2 separate regions of the Mus musculus genome follow, and region 1 is linked to region 2. A link is a contact called in public promoter capture Hi-C data. All regions are on one chromosome and are shown on one strand. Each heading gives the region's core, a stretch centred on a gene start, on an enhancer-like site or on the middle of the called end of the contact. The rest is flanking DNA. Distances are from core to core; before and after follow the strand shown. Region 1 holds the start of Fyco1 (FYVE and coiled-coil domain containing 1). Region 2 holds the start of Dcaf1 (DDB1 and CUL4 associated factor 1).

Region 1 (6,362 bases), core at 2,190-4,689, about 17 Mb after region 2:
ATAAATCTTCGTTTGATCCAGAATAATAATCAATACACCTGCCACTAGCTTTCAGTAACCAAACCTTTTTGTTAGGGGCAGTGTTATGTCTACCTCCTGGTCTTAGGTTGAAGCCTTAACCGCCATATCTCAAAACATGATTGTATTTAAAGACAGGGTCTTTAGTAGAAAGATATCTGAGATTAAATGAAATTTTGATGATAGGTCCTCATCTAATCTGATCTGTTTCTGTAAGGGGAACTATAAAGACACAAAACAGTATGGATAAGTGAATATAGTGAGAAAGCATACAGATGCAAGTGAACAGAGGCCTCAGGACCAGCCAAACCTTTATCTAGGAGTTATGGAAAATCTTAGAATTATGGAAAATATGTTTCTGTTGCTTAAGCTTAATTTGTGGCATTTTCTTGTGGTGGTCTAACAGGCAACACATTTCCCCAGTCAGTTTCCATTCCCAGATGTGTGGATCTGACAATATCAACCAGGCAAACTGGGTGGGGTGGTATCTGGAGTCTGGGTTCTGGTGCCCCTAGGAAGAAGCATGATAGAAATAGAATAAGGCCAAGATCCAGGGTGACTGAAGCTTGAGCTAGGAGGAATGGACAAGACACTCTTCCTTATTAGGTGACTTTTGTCAATTTGTACCCTGTTCAGGCTTTAAGACTGCTTTATATGTACATTATTATTCAAGAAATAATGTGATGAGGATCATGGTATGACTAGATGTACATTTAGCTCATGTTAAGTTACTGACCACTTTCCATCTTGTTTTTCAGGTGCAGTGTGGGGGAGGTGAACCTTTATCTTCCTTCACACAAAGTTTAAGAATTGTGATTGGAAAAAGGAGGGAGGGAAAATCATAGCTTCAGCAAATTCATTATAGCTTCATTTCACTTGACCCTCTCTGGTTCAACTGTCCAGACTTACACTGAATCTCTCTAGGAACTCATTCTTGGCCTAGCTCTAAGTATATGAAAAGTTTGCTTGGATGGTTCTTTTGGTCCAAGTTTTTTGGATGCTAAGAAATCACAAATATGATGTCCTACCTCAGGCCAAAGGTGCAGTACCTCAGGCTACTGGTTGGCTAGGTCAGCCCACAGATACTAAAACCAAACACTAGCCTACTCCATAAGTACTGTAACCAATTACCAGGCCACAGCATAGTCTTCAAAAACCACAGATTCTCCTACACCTTTCTACTAAACCATAATGTGCAAATATCCTCTTCTTGACACTGAAACCTGGACCAAAGGAAAATGGGCCTTTATTGCTGTTCAAATGCCAGAGTCTTATGAACAACAAGGACCGTTGGTGGCCACTATAACTAGGCTAGTTAAATGGCTCCAATGTCAGAAAGTGGATGATAATATTCCTCTTGCCCAACTGTGCATGGTCAGAGCTATGCTCCTAGGATGGTACAGACACTTCAGTTAATTTTAGTGATACATCAAAAAGTAACTAGAAAGCAGTGTTTTTCCATGTCTAAGCTCACAGAAACACCCCAGTTTCTACCCCACAATAACTTCAAATTAAGGTTCAAATGCTGTTAGAGAGAAGCAGGAACACAAAGTCACTCAGATGTCAACATGGTCACAAACAACTGGCCTCTGCTTACAGGTACCTCTAAGGTTAAAAACCTTAGTTATAACCCTTTCTGCTGCCTGGGAGATGCTTGTAGTGAATGTGGCCTCTAACTCTTGGGTTCCCAGTGGTTCCTGGCATGAGATCATAGGTAGTCAACACACTTCCTCTAGCTCACACTGCTACACCAGTCTTGAGTTTTATCTTGTTTTTGGAATCTCCAGAAATCAGAGGTGACCTGTCAGCTAACCATTCCCTGCAAAGGGAAGCTAGGACTAAGGACTGACACTTCTTGAGTACTCTGTGTTCTGGAGGCAGCAGGCCTCCAGCCTCAAGGACTAACATAAAACAAGACCACCAGATGTTTGTTATTGATGATTTTGCTATTACAAGTGGTGTCTTTTATCTCACTTCAAAGGACTGGGCTAAACACTTGGCACTTAGCCATGCTGGCTAAGGGGCAAAGGAACCTGAGACCATTTCCAAGTTCTAAACCAATTACAAAAATAAAGTAAAATATTAAGAACACACACACACACACACACACACACACACACACACGGTACTGCAGGACTCTGTATACGTTATCTATTTTCTTAATAAAATAAACAATTTTCAAGAAGTGATACACAAATATGAACATTAAACAAACAGATAAATTCTGTCTCCTAAAGCTATAGTTTTTTTTGTTTTTGTTTTTGTTTTTTTCAGATCCTTTTAGGTAAAGGAGGCTGACAGTCAGCCCTGGGCTGATTTCCAGGATAACAATCCTGGCCCATAATCAGTATTCTGCATTTCAACACAGCAGAACTGGTTGTCATAGACCGAGAGTGTCGGGGCAGCCAGGAGGTTGCAAAACTAAAAGTAGAAACCCACAGCTCCCTTCCCCCAACCCAGCAACAGCAGCAAGCAGATGGCAGAGGAATTAACCTGCTTCAGACCACCATTGCTGAGAGAGGCTGTAAGTAGATTAAGTCCTGAGCCTCTGCCCCATTTCTGTCTGGAAAGGAAACCACCTGTGTTAAGTCAAACAATCATAGGGACAGAAAGAAACAAGTGCTGTTTTTTCTGCAGGAGACAGCCCAGCCGTGGGAACTTTGCAGAGTGACACAGAGAATCATAGCATTAATAGGAAGCTACTTGACTTGGCTTAAGTGTCAACTACATGTTCTCTTCTTTTATGCAAATAGGATGTCGCTCCGCCCTGCCCCCCATCCGCAGCCCAAGCCTGGGTGCCAACAGGACAAGCTACCACACCAGATACATTCAGTCGTCCTACAGGTGTTTCCAGAAACTTGACCGCAGAGCCCCCTTGAACTATCTGAGCATAAGGGCAGCGGGTCAGGTCAGCGAAGATACAAAAGGAACAAACTGTGTCTCCTGGACCGAAGGGGCGTCAGGAGTCCTGCAGAGAGGAGGGTTTGGCTTTCTGGGGATCAAGTCCCAGTGCCCGCGAGAACTTCGGGGTTTGGCTGCTGTGCCAGGGGTTCGGGGAGAGCTGCCGAAGCTCCGCCTCACAGGGCGGCCCCCTTCTGCCGGCTCCGATCTTGGAACAGTGTTGAGGGTCTTTCTACGACCCCGCAGACAGCCTGCGTATTGGAGCTAACCTCTCTGGAGAGAGGGTTCTCCCGAGGCGCCCTGTGTGGGAGGGGACGACCCACGCCCCCACGAAGCTTCCGCGCCGACGTCCAGAAAGGCCCCAGTGTCCCCGATGCCTGTCCGGGCGCCTGCGGCACTTACACGCTCGTGGGTCCTCCGCTGGGCAGAAACGAAACTTTCTAGGGCCGAGCGGAAGAGTAGGCGAGCACAGAGCCGACTGCCATGAAGCGCCCAGTAGCCCCAGAGCGCGCGCGGACTACAACTCCCGGCATGCCTCACGGATGGCCTACAACTCCCGGCATGCTTCACGGATGGCCTACAACTCCCGGCATGCTTCACGGATGGCCTACAACTCCCGGCATGCTTCACGGATGGCCTACAACTCCCGGCATGCTTCACGGATGGCCTACAACTCCCATCGGGTGCAACTGGACGGTGGACGCTAACTACGACTCCCGGCATGTCTCACGGCAGACGTCACTTCCTGAAACTCGAACAAGCTTCGGATACCCGGAAGTCGTGTGTAGAATCCTGAACGAGTGCTGTTTACTGTTGTTAAGCTCATGCATTGTGACCGATTGGCTTTGAACTGTGCATGAGCTGTAAATATAAAATAATGTGCCCGATTCCGAAACCCCCCAAACAATCTGAGAATAATCTCATTAGTATTTTTGTACTATTACGTTTTATTTATGAAGCTAAAAAAAAATGAACTTAGTATGTACTGCTGGACCTAAGTTCTCAGTTTTTGTTTCCCCCTCATTAACAGACACTTAAAAAACAGTGTTTGAAAATATGTGCTAAAGAACTACCATGCTTAGCTTCCTCAGTCCCGTGTTTGCTTGTTGCTGAGTTGCAAAGCACCCTGAAGCCTGGTGCAATAGAACACTGCATTCCAAGTCCAGTATGGATGAACATGCTAAAGACAGGGGACAGTACATAGGAATGTCAGCCCATGATTAGGTTCGCTTCTTAGCTCTGGCTGGCTCCTCACACTGCCTTATTTTCATCATGTTAGCTAGAAATGCTTGTGTACCTTACAGGACTTAGCTAATAGTGGCATCTGCCAGACTTCAGCATTCCAGGTTCTCAGGATAAATTCATACAGGAAGGAAAAGAAATCTTTTAAGTTAATTTCATATTTTATACTGGAGGTATATGAGACAACATATTAACTTGATGGAGTTGTCAGTTTGTGGATGAGGATAAAAAAAACCTCACGAAGAGAAATGATTCCCCTTTCTGTTAACAAAGGAAAACAAAAAAAAGGGAAGAAGTGGGAGGAAATGACATCAGAAATAAAGATTTATCAATAGAGTGAACTAAGAAAAACTTGCTCTGACTACAGCCTGAACAGCTTTGGGATGTTAAGATTGAGAGTGTGAGGCATGTGGAAGACAACCTTGTGAAGGAATATGTGGGGTGGAGAGCACTGTGCCACAGAGTCCTGATCTGCTGTACATGGTGTCAGATCTAAGATGGCTCCCGGGACACCAGTGAGACAGCAAAAAGGAACTAAGGTCAAGACAGTGGCTGCTTCTGAGTCTTCACAAAAGTCCCTACAGGTGACAATGCTCGCCACACCCCTTCTCTCTGAGTTACCTCATCAGTCACAGCTTTTATTGGGATATGGTGAGATGTAGTAAGTTATGCTTGGCCAAGGATTTAGGGGCTTGGGATTGGCTCAAATACTGTATATAAGCTTATGTGCTTGGCAATAAATGCAGATCTGCACACTGATACTGATCTCTGGAGCTTTATTTACCAGGAGTTGTCACGTGACTCTGTCGCCTCTAAATGCCCATCCTCAGTCCTGTTCCCACAAAAGGGATTTCAAACACCCTTGTTTGAAACTTAGATCCCAAATAAATTTACAGAGAAGAGGAAGACAGGTCTCAAGCAATCATGGGTTATTTAAGGGCAATGATGTATTTTGAGAATTTCATAGACAATTCATCTGGAGTATAGTTAGATAAATTAAGATGACTATGACATCACTAGATGATTTAGTCTTAAGGGAGCACAGTGATATGTGGTCCAACATTGACCAAAATATTGTGCAGTAGATTATTGTATATATTAAAAACCTAATATGTCATACCCTAACCAAAAGCCTATATAATGTTATGTTTAAAACTCAACACAGCTCTGTGCTATAGGTAGGGTTCATTTCTGAACTTCAAAGATGAAATTGAGGCTTTTAGAAGAAAAGGAATTTCAAGCCCACCTGGCTAATGGGCAGAGATATAAACTAGGATGAAGTGTAAGGTGCCCGAGGGATCTCTAACCGACACATTGTAAGATATATGAAATGTTCATCTTCGTGTACAAAGGAAAGGAGGCCAGAAGAGGGCAATGGATTCCCTTGGAACTGCAGTTAAAATGGTTGGGAGATACCATGTGGGCTTTGGGAACTGAATTTAGGCCCTCTGGAGGAGTAGCCAGTGCTCTTAACTGCTGAGCCATCCCTCTATCCACTTGAAAGTTACTTCTTCTGGGTAATCCATAACTATTTTATGTCTTTTAATTTTTTCATTAATTCTTTAAAGTCTACTGTTATATGTTTTTATGTATTTATTTTTGGTTGAAAGAACAGGATCTGAGTTCTGTCTTTGGCCCTGGATGCAGATATAACAGTCTAAACTGCCCCAAAGGTAATAATGTTACCTGAAATTCTGGAGCATTCTGATGGAGTAACCTTATATTACCAGGGAAATCTGGGCCCTCTTTTGTGTTACTAGTTTTATTAATAAAAGAATTTAAGAAGTAACTCAGAAGGGAGCTTGAGGACAATTTTATTAAAGCGTCAAAGACAGACTCTAGGCAGAGGAGCTGTAAAATAAAAGATAAATCTCAGGCAGGCAGCTTCCTGAAGGAGGAAGATGTAACAGAGGAAAAATAGAAGCAAAAGGAAGATACTATGGAACAGAGGGCACTATAAAGATGAAGTCAAGGGTATGTGCTCATAAGCTGGAGAGATGTTGGGAAGGCAGAATCCACGGGACCTGGCTCTGCGAAAGGGAATGTGGTGCATGAGGAGAATTTAGCTCTGGAGAATGGTTAAGAGGGGAATGCTGGCATTATTATCCACATGTAAGGAAGTCATCTTTCTCTCAATCTGGAAGAGATGAAATGACAGGAATATTCAACCTGAATGCCTCTGTTAAGTGGACTTTTCTTAT
Region 2 (6,364 bases), core at 3,049-5,548:
GGGGTGCCTCTTGTCCTTTTATTGTCTTTTTTTTTTTTTTTTTTTGGTTTTTCGAGACAGGGTTTCTCTGTTTAGCTCTGGCTGTCCTGGAACTCACTTTGTAGACCAGGCTGGCCTTGAACTCAGAAATCTGCCTGCCTCTGCCTCCCGTTTTATTGTCTTAAAACACTGTCTCTGTTCATACATGTGTGCATGGCAGTACAGGCTAGCCCTTCACTTTTTAAAATGACTTTTTAAAATTTTATGTGCACTGGTGTTCTGCCTGCACGTGCGTATGTGAGGATCCCCTGGAACAGGAATTACACTTATAAAATGCCATGTGGGTGCTGGGAATTGAACTTTGGTCCTCTGGAAGAATATCTAGTACTCTTAAGCACTGAGCCATCTCTCCAGCACCTCCCCCCCCAACCCTTTATTTTCAAAACTATCTCTTTTTTTTTGTTTTGTTTTCTGTTTTTGAGACAGGGTTTCTCCGTGCAACAGTCCTAGCTGTCCTGAACTCACTCTGTAGACCAGGATGGCCTAGAACTCAGAGATCTGCCTGCCCCGAGTGCTGGAAAAGGCATGCCCCACCAACGTCCTGTTCCTCTTGTCCTTTCTGATTCTGGGGAGCTTAGTAAGCACGATTCCTCCCATTTCTGGCAGGGATTACTTTCCCAGTTGTCCCAGCAGGGAGAGAGGCACGAGTAGAGCACAGTAGGACAAAGCCCTCAGATATTCTACCAAAGAAGCCAAAACAAACAATCCAGGACAAAATGCTCCTTTTAAAGATTCAGATCCAATGTGCCAGAATCAAGCTAGGTGCGCAGGCCTGGGTTATCTGTGGTTTTGTGTTTCTGTGTGCTTAGGCGTGAAAGTTGGCTCTAAACACGGGTGCCTAATACATACACACACACACACACACACACTTTTCTATCTAGCCATGTGGGTAATACCCCTCCTGTGAAATAGCCAATGATTGAATCTGGAATATGTAGCTAGGGACGCCTGGGTGCTGCTCTTTCTTTCCAGAATGGGAGTCTGGAGTGCTTGGCCGCATGTGGCTGTGGTTTTACACAGTGTTCAGAGTGAGGGAGAGAGGGCTGCAAAAGTTCTAGGGTGGAGATTATTTTTGGAGACAAGGTCTCATGTGTCTCACGTTTGCCTCAAAGTTGGTGTGTTAGCCAAGGATGATCTTGAATTTTTGATCCTCACCTCTCCACTCATGTGCTGGGACTGGCGGCTTGCACTGCCATGTCCAGCTCTTTCTTTTCTTCTCTTCTCTTCTCTTCTCTTCTCTTCTCTTCTCTTCTCTTCTCTTCTCTTTTCTTTTCTTTCTCTCTCTCTCTCTTTCTTTTTGGTTTTTTTGAGACACGGTTTCTCTGTGCAGCCCTGGCTGTCCTGGAACTCACTCTGTAGATCAGGCTGGCCTCGAACTCAGAAATCCGCCTGCCTCTGCCTCCCAAGTGCTGGGATTAAAGGCGTGCGCCACCACTGCCTGGCTGATTTTTTTTTTTTTTCAACATAGGGTTTTTTTTGAGTGGCCCTGGGTGTCCTGGAATTCTCTCTATAGACCAGGTTGGCCTCAAACTCTAGAGATTTTCCTGACTCTGCCTCCTGAGTGCTGGGTTTAAAGGTGTGCGTCACTGTTGCCTGGCATGGTAGATATTCTTGAGGGAGTTGCTTCTAGACAGGCCCTGTATTTCTGCTTTTCTACTACAATCCCATTTGATGCCCCTTAAGACCTCCAATCCAGTACCCCCACACTGGGTTCCTAAAGTGGGGTAGTGCCATCTGGTGACAGAATGAGGTAGCAACTCCTGCTTTGATGAACTGGGCTTTGGGTCCTCACAAGGGCTCTTGCATCTAGACCACAGGAAGAGGTAAGGTATCCAAGGGATTGAGGATACCTGGAGGAGCCATCCCTCTACATTTTGGGCTTATAGCCCAAGAAGATATGGCAGGAAAGCTGCCTGAAATAGTATTTTAGGTGTTGTGAACTCTCTTTTTTAAGATAAAAATGTAGCTGGTCACAGTGGTACACGCCTTTATTTGCAGCACTTGGAATGCAGAGGCAGGGGAATGTCTGTGATTTCAGTGCCAGAGCTGGTCTACACAGGGGAGTACGGGACAGCTGGAGCTGGATATCGAGGCTCTGTCTTGAAAAAAAAATTAAAGATTTATTTATGTATACAAGTGTTGTACTTGCATTTATGTAGGTGCACTCCATGCATGTATGATGCCCAGAGGCCAGAAGAGGGCGTCTGATCCCCTGGAACTGAATTTCCAGGTGGTTGTGAAACCATTTGGGTACTGGGAATCAAATCCTGGTCCTCTGAAGAGCAGCCAATGCTCTTTCATGTTAGGCTCTCTCCAGCCCCCAAATCTGTATCTTTTTTTGTCTGTCTGTCTGTTTTGAGGCATTATCTATCTAAATGTAGCTCTGGCTATCCTGGAACTCAATGTGTACACCAGGCTGGCCTCTAACTCAGAGATCCACCTGCCTCTGCCTCACATGTGCTGGGATTAAAGGCATGTGACACCATGCCCAGCGAAACTCTTCATTCAACATTACTACTTTTGATTTCTCCTCCATAAAGTTGGCTAGCCTTATCTGCCCTGGTGTTGAGAATAATGAGTGTAATTAAAACATTTGATTTAGGGATGGAGAGGTGGCTGAGCAGGTAAGAGCACTGACTGCTCTTCCAGAGGTCCTGAGTTCAATTCCCAGCAACCACATAGTGGCTCACAACCATCTGTAATGGGATCTGATGCTCTCTCCTGGTGTGTCTGAAGAGAGTGACAGGCTACTCACATAAAATAAATAAATCTTAAAAAAAAAACCATTTGATTCAAGTCTGCTATAGAGTCTAAATAAATAATGGTCATTATAGCTCAAGAGACAAGATTTCAGATGCACAGGAGAAAGCTGTGTTGTAGCAAGAGCGTGATTACAAGTTATATGCCTGTAGCACTGCTATTCACCCTCTAGAATTTGTATTTCAAGCAGCTGTTACTCCAAGCACATAATTGAGTGAGGAAGGAACGAAGTGCTCAGGTGGGTGGGGGTAGGGTGGTAGTGGATTTAAGCCCTAAGATACTGGCTGCTGCTTTTCTCTTTCTTTCTTTCTTTCTTTCTTTCTTTCTTTCTTTCTTTCTTTCTTTCTTTCTTGCTTGCTTGCTTGCTTGCTTGCTTGCTTGCTTGCTTGCTTGCTTGCTTGCTTGCTTGCTTTTCTTTCTTTTCTTTCTTTGTCTCTTCTTCTTCCCCTTCCTCTTCCTGCTTTTTTTTTTTTTTTTTCCAGAGGGAAATCTCTGTAGCCCTGGCTGTCCTGGAACTCACTCTGTAGACCAGGCTGGTCTTGAACTCAGAGATCCGCCTGCCTCTGTTTCCCAAGTGCTGGGATTAAAGGCATGCGCCACTGCCACTACCACTCTTCTGATACAGGCTTAGTAACAGCCGTAGAATCTGATCATGACAAGAGGTCCACAGTGTCTTATAATTTCCACAAGAACGTATTGGCTGTAATCGCTCTATGGAAACGCACAGAACTCGCTCAGAATGCCAAGAACAATAGTGAGTTGCATGAATCCTGACGTCTGGGTAGGTTTTGTCAAGATTCTGCTCAATTGTGGAGTTATCGTAATCTTCCATGTTATCACACAGAATCGCTGGGTCAAAACCAGATCCTTCCGATGCAGCTTCCCTTTGGTTTGTGAAGTTAGGCAAGTCATTTACTGTGGGTTTCATTTTCCTTAACTCTAAAATTGATAAATTGAATTAGATGGCCTCCGTGATTAGTTGTTTTCACCAAAGGGCTTTCATTTTTCTGCCTCACATATAATACATGGTAACTGATGTTTTTTGATTCCTGTCGAATATGTTTTTAACAGAAAGACAAAGGAAAACCGACGAATTTCTAACGAGTACAGTTGTTTCTGAATACATTTGTGTGAAATGCATTCTTTGACCCTGGCATCCTTCCGAGCCTGATGTGGCAGTGTCCTACTGAGCCCTTAGATGACACAGGGTAGAATTAAGTAAATTCGGGCAGCCCGGGCTTTTAGAAAGATCTATTCCTTCCTTTACTTTTCACTTCCGCCTTAAAGAAAACTACGAATCCCAGAAGTCAATGCGCTGAGGTGGTGCTTAATGGTAGGTCTAGCGCCATCATCCCTCCCCCGCCCTTAAACGCGGAAACTTCATTTCCCAGGAGCGCTTTGATGTCCCTCGGCTCCTCCCCCTTCCCCGCTCCGGAGCCTCGCGCCAACGTTACACACCCGCGCGCGCTGAGTGCGCGCGCGACCAGTACGTAGCCTGCGAGTGACGCATAATATGTGGGCCGCTCAGGAGCCGTGGTCGCGCTGTGTGTGTGTATATGTGTGTGTGTGAGTGAGTGAGGGAGAGTGAGTGCGGGACCAGAGGCAGTGTGTGAGAACCGTGGCCGCTGGAGGGGTCGGGGGGAGAAGCGGCGGAGCCGCTCGCGAAGGTGAGCGGGGTTAGGAAGGGGCCGGCTCTCTGGCAGGGGCACGAGGAGAGCGAGCGCGCGGCCCGCTGGGCGGGAGAGTGGGCGCCGCGCTGGGGGGAGGGGCGGCACCTGCTTCGGCTGCGGGCGGCGAGGGGCTGGGCGAGCCCACCGAGGCGGCTGGGCCCGGGGCCTGACGAGGCTCTCCTTCCGAGCCCGGGCCCGGGCCCGGGGGCGGGGCCTCCGGCTCCTTCCTCCCGTCCTGTAAAGAAGCCTCTTTAGAGTAACTCTTCCGCCGGGGTGTGGAGGGCAGGGGATGCTCGCCTCTACCTAAAGGAGGTGCTCTTTGAATCTCTCTCTTCCACTCCAAGTCTCTGTCCCTCACGGGACGAGGGGCATCTTCTTTCCCATGCCGCCCGGCGGACCCCTTCAGGAACGGTGTCCCCGCCTCCAGCCTCAGTCACCTGGGCGGGCTTTTCCCTCGGTCGGCTCCGTGCCACCTCCCACTTGCACCCTCCCGGCTCTCCGACCGGGGAGGGGGCGGAGCTCGGCGGGAACCCCTCCCACTTGTACAATGCAGTAGCGAGGGGACGGGGAGAGAGGTATGTGGGTGTCCAGACGCCCAGAGTCTGACCTAAGGTTGCCTGCCAGGTTTCCCCAGCGCTTATTCCGAGGGCTTTTAGTTGTTTGTTGGGCTTTCAAGGGCATTTGCCATACTTTGTCTTCTGTTCCTAGAAAGTGTCGGTCCGTTTCCTCTTACTGCTGTGGTTTTAACATTTGATGAGGAAATACTCTTGCGGTGTGTCTAGTAGTAGTTTTTGAGGAACAAATGACTCGTTTTTTGTTTATCTTACGTTGCTCTTTTTTTTTTTTTTTTCCCGGAGCTCATTGTAGTCTAGGCTGGCTTCGAACTAAGATATCCTTTTATCTCTGCCTCTAGTATTGTAATTAAAGGCGTCTGTTACCACTGCCGGGTTTGCTGTTTTTTTTTTTTTTTTTTTTTTAACTTTCAGGCAAAGACTTTTAAGTAGCATGCACGTTTTAACTTATTGTAGCACTATCTTCCTATTGCAAGCTTTTGAAGGCTTTTTTTCTCCTTGGATTTACTGGCATTTACCTTCAAGGCTTTTATAAGCATATGTACATTTCAGTCTGATCTCAAGATTTGTGTTTTTGTTTTTTGAGACAGGGTTTCTCTGTGTAGCCTTGGTTGCCTTGAAACTCAGTTTAGACTAGCCTGGCCTCGAACTCAGATCTGCCTGCTTCTGCTTCCCCGAGCACTGGGATTAAAAGTGTAAACCAGCCGGATGGTGGTGGTGCATGCCTTTAATCCCAGCACTTGGGAGGCAGAGGCAGGCGGATTTCTGAGTTCAAAGCCAGCCTGGTCTACAGAGTGAGTTCCAGGACAGCCAGGGCTACACAGAGAAACCTTGTCTTGAAAAACCAAAAAAAAAAAAAGTGTAAACCAGCACTGCCCCACCTTAAGATTTGTGTTTGTATATAGCAGTTACTCATTAACCATTTCGAACTGGGATTTTTTTGGGTTGTTAAGGTAATTTGAGGAACTTTTTTGAGCATAGTATTTACTGTTAACAGTGTTGTGTATTTGTTATTTTTTTTTTTCTCAGAAATCCACCTGCCTCTGCCTCCCAAGTGCTGGGATTAAAGGGATGGGCCACCACTGCCTAGCATAGCCCCTCAAACTTTTAAGTAGGAAACTAAAAATAAGTGATAATCTTTCAGTTTCAACTGTTAACTGCTTGCTGTATCTTCTTGTGTTAATTTTATGGAATTTGAGCTGGTAGGTACATCACCTCTAAATACTTTGTACACATTCTTATGAGTGAGGAAATTTCATGTGTATAAATTGATATTTTAAACATTTACGAATTCATATTCTGTAATATAGAATTTTCACTAGC

The links. Promoter capture Hi-C pulls out the DNA fragments that hold promoters and counts their contacts.
Region 1: a contact with region 2 is called in a promoter capture Hi-C map of neutrophils, with 11 times the contacts expected there. The contact joins the promoter of Fyco1 here to the promoter of Dcaf1 in region 2. A contact is called at or near these places in 1 of 39 promoter capture datasets (neutrophils) and 1 of 484 Hi-C or Micro-C datasets (uterus).

Annotation. Positions count from the first base shown.
Region 1 is chr9:123,848,460-123,854,821 of GRCm38.p6, forward strand. It overlaps Fyco1 (FYVE and coiled-coil domain containing 1), which reads right to left and starts at 3,440. Exons shown (of 18, transcript NM_001110253.2): 1 at 3,322-3,440. Xcr1 (chemokine (C motif) receptor 1) reads right to left here. Exons shown (of 2, transcript NM_011798.4): 2 at 3,856-6,362. Gm51700 (a long non-coding RNA gene) reads left to right here. Exons shown (of 2, transcript XR_003948283.1): 1 at 1-2,542; 2 at 2,772-3,504.
Region 2 is chr9:106,817,626-106,823,989 of GRCm38.p6, forward strand. It overlaps Dcaf1 (DDB1 and CUL4 associated factor 1), which reads left to right and starts at 4,299. Exons shown (of 24, transcript NM_001373930.1): 1 at 4,299-4,466.